Regions from separate parts of the Mus musculus genome. Here region 2 is linked to region 1. A link is a contact called in public Hi-C data. All regions are on one chromosome and are shown on one strand. The core of a region is the stretch at or near the end of the contact, and the rest is flanking DNA. Distances in the headings are between cores, read along the strand shown.

Region 1 (3,255 bases), core at 282-2,781:
TTCAGGAAAAGAGAGCAAGAAGCAAGAGAGAGCGAAGCAAGAGAGAGAGAAAAACGAAAACCCCGTCCCTCTTAAGGAGCATTCTCCTTCGCCTCGGACGTGTCACTCCTTGATTGGCTGCAGCCCATCGGCCGAGTTGACGTCACGGGGAAGGCAGAGCACAAGTAGTCATAAGATACCCTTGGCACATGCGCAGATTATTTGTTTACCACTTAGAACACAGGATGTCAGCGCCATCTTGTAACGGCGAATGTGGGGGCGGCTCCCAACACAGTCATTAACACTGAGCTGTCATCTCTGGCTCTGTTAAAGGTCTTGTGGCTACAGCCATGTTGAGACATCGGAGAAGAAAGAGAATGTGTAACAGGACACGAATATCAGGCCCTAAGCTGATCTGAGCCATGGAGGGCCACTACCCCACATAATCACCTTACAACCCCTGGCAACTGGTGACCTCTGCTCCACCAATGGAAACGGAGGGAAAAACTGTGCCACTCACTAAAGCTTCTGGAAGGGATAGTGAGAACAAACCAAAAGTGTCTGCCCCTTCGCTATCCAATAATGCTTCTTTACACAGACGATACTCAAGAAGGCCACACAGTCCCAGAGAGAAGGAGATGAGAGGATGAGAGAACCCTTCTGATGCCTGAGAGCTGAGGTGGTGACCTGTGTCCCTCCCCAAAACAGAGCTGAGGGTATGAACTGTGCCCCCACAAACTCTCAGAGCTGAGGCTGTGACCTGTGCCCCTCCAAACTCTCAGAGCTGAGGGGATGACCTGTGCCCCTTCCCAAAACAGAGCTGAGGGCGGGACCTGTGCCCCCACAAACTCTAAAAGCTAAGAGTGTGACCTGTGCCCCCACAAACTTTCAGAGCTGAAGGTATAAACTGTGTCCCCACAAACTCTAAAAGCTGAGGGTATGACCTGTGCCCCCACAAACTCTAAAAGCTGAGAGTGTGACCTGTGCCCCCACAAACTTTCAGAACTGAAGGTATAAACTGTGCCCCCACAAATTCTAAAAGCTGAGGGTGTGACCTGTGCCCCCACAAACTCTAAAAGCTGAGGGTGTGACCTGTGCCCCCACAAACTCTAAAAGCTGAGAGTGTGACCTGTGCCCCCACAAACTTTCAGAGCTGAAGGTATAAACTGTGTCCCCACAAACTCTAAAATCTGAGGGTGTGACCTGTGCCCCCACAAACTTTCAGAACTGAAGGTATAAACTGTGCCCCCACAAATTCTAAAAGCTGAGGGCGTGACCTGTGCCCCTCCAAACCCTCAGAGCTGAGAGTGTAATATGTGCCCCTCTCCCAAATTCTCAGAGCTGACTCTCAGAGCTAAGGGAATGATCTCTGCCCCCTCCAAACTCCCAGAGCTGAGGGTGTAACCTGTGCCCCTCCAAACTCTCAGAGCTGAGAGTATGAACTGTGCCCCCACAAACTCTAAAAGCTGAGGGTTTGATCTGTACCCCCACAAACTCTCAGAGCTGAGGGAGTGATCTGTGCCCCCACAAACTCTCAGAGCTGAGGGTGTGACCTGTGCCCCACAAACCCCACCCCATTCCTGAGAGGCCAAACACCACCATTTTCCACTGAGACAGCTTGAAATAAGCCTGTCACTGGATCCAGCTCTGAGTGGTTTCTGCTCTTGCTTCTGGGGAAAACAACAAAAATCCAATTGTGTTTCCATCACCTCCACGGAAATCCTGTGTGTTAAACCTCTGCTTGCGTGGCCCTGTGCCAGGGAAAATATCTTGAGCTGCCATTATGTCTCAAATGTCAGGTTGTTCGAATGGGACTCCATTCCACTCCTGCCCCATGGATGGACTCCCTAGATGGCATCCCTGCTAAACAGAAGAAACAGACCCTACACAAAGAAGGCCTTGACAGAGTGTGGTCAGCTCATGGCCAGGAGGAGAGGCAGTGCAGATTACCCACTCTGAGAAAGGATCACTCCAGCCACAAATTACAGAACAAACAGAGACTGGCCCAAACCACTAACAAGTGAAAGCCAAGATGCTAAGGACAGAGAAAAGAGAGCTGTTTTAATGAAGCCAGACCAAGAAATAAATAACTTTCCCTCTGCTCTGCCTGATTTTCCACCCACCACCTCCAACCCTCAGGGGTTTTTTGAAAACATTAAAAAAAAAAAAACAGCGCTATAAACTCTTCCATCTGAGGGAGTTGTTAAATGGAAGCAAAGCACTTAACAAAGGCAACACATTGTCAAGTATCTCAGCTAAGTGGTAGGGCCTGTCATTTCCTGATCTACCTAAAGAGAAGCCACCAGGCCCACGCCTCCACAAGCCCTCCAGATCTACATCTGTGAAAGGACAGCAGCTCATACTCCAACAGGAACTTAAAGAGCGAGAGAAGAGAGAATGAATGTTTTATTTGGTTTTGTTTTGTTTTTAAATTGGCTAAGGGCTGAATTAAGTGGTTAAGAGTACTTGCTCTTCCACAAGACTCAGGGTTCCATCAAAGGATCAAGGCTCCCATACCCAGCACCCACGACTCAGGGCCAATGAATACAGCGCCCTCTTCTGGCCTCCAAGGGCATTGCATGTACCTTTCACATAGTGCACAGAAATACATGCAGTCAAAACACCTATCCACAATATAACAAAATAATGGTTTAATAGGGCAAGAGGTGAGGGCCACGAAGCCATGCTGATGGAGTTTGCAGAGGGAAGCTGTCCCTCCGACATCAGATGGCTCTAGGCCTTCTCTGGACACTGGAACTCAGCAGCTAGTAACTCCAAGCAAGCTCCTCTGCCTCTCAGCATCCCCGCTCCTTCTTCTGTGCAATTAAAGTGCTAAAAATAGAGTCTGCATCAGAGATTCTGTAAAGATGCTCACAGGGTGCATCAGATGCCCTCAGCAGGCTCCCACTAGTCTTCTTTATAACAAACATCATATTGTAATGGTTTTATGATTAGTGTGGGAAAGTTCATCTAGAAAAGTGGGAGAATCAAAGCTTTAGCAGCCTGTGTGACTCTGGACTGCAGAAAAGCCTAAAACTATTCATGCATCCTCCAGTTGCCCAGATCTGGAATGTGGACACGGTTGTGGGGAAGGTGTGAGCCCCCTGCTGCAGCTCCTGAAAGGCCAAGCAGAACAGATGCCAAAAGCAAGATCAGGAATCGGAAGGAGAGAGGAAGTGGAATTAGGTGGGAGGGCAGGAGTTGAGGGCTTCCTTCCTCAGTGCCAGAGCCAGGGCTGAGAGTGGTGCGTATAACATGCATAACACATGCATGCAT
Region 2 (3,255 bases), core at 445-2,944, 610 kb before region 1:
TGTGGAGATGTTACAGACTAGGATGAGAAAAAAAAATCTCCCTATTCAAATCCCATGCTTGTGTGTGTGTGTATGTGTGTGTGTGTGTGTGTGTATGTGTGTGTGTGTGTGTACACGTGAGGCCTAAGGTCATTGTCAGGTATCCCCCGTCACTTCCCACCTTGTCTTAGAGACAGGATCTCTCACTGAATCTGGAGCTTGCCAGTTCCACGGGGCTGGCTTGCCAGTGAGCCCTCAGGTGCTGCCTGTCTCTGTAGATCAGGGGTAGGGTGATGGACATGTGCACCCACAACCTTTGGTTGGCCTCTCTGTGGACACGAGAGACACTCATGATCAGACCACGCAGCCTTCTGTGACTCCGCCTTAAGTAATGCTGGAGAGCACCGCAGACTACTTCCGTTGTTTGAAGTGTGTGAATTTGTGGGTTGTGTATGAATGGGATGTTCTTAGGCTTGTTCCATCTTCTTATGTCAGTCAGGAATGTGACCATGTGAAACAAACGTCTCGCAGTATTTCATTTAAAGCCAAACAGAGTCGGCTTTCCTGTACTCCACATCTCTCCTCTGGGAGATGTGTTTTTTTTTTTTGGGGGGGGGCATTTCGGAATCTCCGGACACCTCCTGAGAGCTTGGATTAGCAAAAGCAGTAGTATGAATACTTGTCATCTCTCTCCAAGTTGGTGGCTGTGGAGACATTAGAAGCTGTCAAACGGAAAGGAAAACAAACTGAAAGAACCAGCTACAGGCATGTTTGATATAGCAGCTTTCTCCGCAGAAGCCATTTACACAGCGGGGAATGCTGGGAACCTACTCCCCCCACATCCACATCCAACATGGTCCCCAAGCACTCTTTCTGTCCACCCACCCCAGAACCTTCTCCGCAGCCCATTGGTGTCCTTTCCCTTCAGCTGGCTTGCTGCTTTCAAGTCCAGTCCCAAATTGGCCAGAGTTTGCCTGAATGAAAAGGTCACGCGACATAAGAGTTCCTAGTGGCTCTGGTCTCATTGGCCTGCACCCTTTTCATCAGCCCTGAGTCCTGCAGAGTGGAGAGGGACTTTCAAGTCTTTCCAGCTGGCTGCTTAGGGAGTATCTAAGACAAAGCTTTAGGAGACTGGGTCAGGCCTCTTTCCAGCATGAGGGATGCAGGCAGACAGGCAGGCAGGCAGGCAGGCAGGCTGTCCCTGGGGCCCTGTGCTCCAAGGCACCCACTGAGATGTCTGCTGTGTCCCTGGGACCCTGTCTCAGACACAGTGGAATTACATTCCCACAAAGAATCCCCCTGCTGGTTTACAGGCTCTGGGGGGGGAGAATGGATTCCAGTCATTTTTCTGTTAACCACACAGAAAGTGACTAATGCTCTCCTGTCGCTGGTTGCTGTCTGGGGAGCGTCCTGACAGTGAGAGCAGGCCTGAAGGATGGAGGTGAAGACCACCGGGACTGGCTGGTGCATTGCTTTCATCTGTCAGACTTGTTCCCTGTGCCCGGCCTCCGCTGCCCCCTCCCCAGAGCTCTCTTGTCTGTCATCTCACACGCTCCTGCTCTGGCTCCTGCTCCTGCTCCTGCTCAGTTCTTCCGTTTCCTCGTTGCAGAATGGTGTGGTCCACCGGGACTTGAAGCTGGAGAACATACTGCTTGATGACAACTGCAACATTAAGGTAAAACTCAGCCGGGGTGTGGGTATGGCGGGTGGGCGTGGCTCCTCATAGCCCGGATCTGACACAGCCGCTCCCTCTGCTGGTTGGTGGGCTCTGGGAAAGACTCTCATCAATAGGCTTATCCAAACAGTTTAATTTAGCAGGCATTACTGAGTCCCCTACAACCTGCCAGACTCTCTTCTCCCTGCTGGGACAATGACTGACACACAGTCCCTGTCCTCAGGAAGCTCACAATCTGGAATTCTTACCACAAAAGTAACACACATATTTCATAGGTGTTTTAGTTCCCATGTGCTTAATACTTTCATAAATGACTCTTTCAGGCAGCATGTGAAATGGGCACTGTTCATCTTATAACTCACATGTACATAGGGAAACTGAAGCACAGAAAAATCAGATAACATATCTGTAGTAACAGTTATTGCTATATAAGTTCATACCACAATGCAGAATGTGCTAGAAGGGCCCCAGATTATTTTAAACCTAGAAGTCGCCTCACTTTTTTTTTTTCCGTCTTTGAGGTAGCATCTCATGTAGCCCAGGCTGGTTCCAAACTCGCTATGTAGCTGAGGAGGACCTTGAACAGATGGTCCGCCTCGCTTTACCTCCTTAGTGCTGAGACTACTGGCAAACAATCCAGAGCCCACTTAGAAGCCTTGCTCTAGCTGCCGTGCTGTGACTTCCCACCCCATATCTCTGCTCCTTTCTCCTCACCGTCTCACACTTGAACCAGCTATGGAATTGAGAGCTGGGTAAAAATGGTGGTAGTTCAAAAAGGGCGGGTTGGGAGCTGGAGAGATGGCTCAGCAATTAAGACCATTTGCTGCTCTTCTAAAGAACCTGTGTTTAGTTCATAGCAGCCATGTTGGGGTGCCACCCATAACTCCAGGGGATCCCACACCCTCTTCTGGCCTCTGAGGACACCTGCACTCACAAGTGCACAGGTCCACACACCAGACACACGGACCTACGCATAATTAGAAACAAAAATCAATCTTAAAGAAAGGGCGAGTGAGTGATGGGGTTCACATTTATTTCTGACGGCTGCTGAAGCTGGAGAGCGCTCTAGAGGGCTCAAGGGCTTCCTTGGGAGCACTCTGAATGTCCCTCAGACCCCTCCACAAAGCAAGCAAACACCATTTCAAAATCAATGGAGCTTGCTGTACGGGTTTCGTTATGAAATGGCCTCAGGACTGCCCACAAGAGCCCTCAAATGGACCCTCCCCAGACAAGGGATAGCAACAACTGCACGTCTTCCTCTTCAGTTGCCCCTGTCGTGTCAGTCAGTGGGTGTGTGCTGGACCACATCCTTACTTGGAAGGCTAGAGCTGTTTTAGGGTCTGTAGAACATGGCTGTCACGAGCATCCTTTGAGCCGTCCTTGAGAGACACATCCCCATGGCCTGCCACTCACGGAAGAGTTGACCTCAGTTACATATTTCTGTCCAGTCCACCGAGCCTGGTGAAAATGATGGGTTGAAACAGTTCTCCTTCAGAACAGGAAATGAAATCTCAAATCCCTTTTTGGCAAGTGGCTGGATTATTCTAGAAGGAGCACTAACTATCAAGTGTAAAAATTATGGATTGGGGATGTGTTTCAGA

What was found. A called contact is a pair of places that touch in the nucleus more often than the background predicts.
Region 2: a contact with region 1 is called in a Hi-C map of the N1E-115 cell line, with 4 times the contacts expected there. The contact joins two enhancer-like sites. A contact is called at or near these places in 1 of 484 Hi-C or Micro-C datasets (the N1E-115 cell line) and 1 of 9 other capture datasets (embryonic stem cells).

The regions. Positions count from the first base shown.
Region 1 is chr10:83,784,492-83,787,746 of GRCm38.p6, reverse strand. No RefSeq gene overlaps it. Among named protein-coding and RNA genes, the nearest start is that of 1500009L16Rik, 63 kb to the right of the region's middle. Within about 2 kb of position 1,531, at least 28 of the 459 cell types and tissues checked have an H3K27ac peak or open chromatin away from gene starts, as enhancers often do. A contact at or near this core is called in the N1E-115 cell line, where this site is marked.
Region 2 is chr10:84,390,655-84,393,909 of GRCm38.p6, reverse strand. It overlaps Nuak1 (NUAK family, SNF1-like kinase, 1), which reads left to right. Exons shown (of 7, transcript NM_001004363.2): 4 at 1,589-1,654. Among named protein-coding and RNA genes, the nearest start is that of Nuak1, 48 kb to the left of the region's middle. Within about 2 kb of position 1,694, at least 81 of the 459 cell types and tissues checked have an H3K27ac peak or open chromatin away from gene starts, as enhancers often do. A contact at or near this core is called in the N1E-115 cell line, where this site is marked.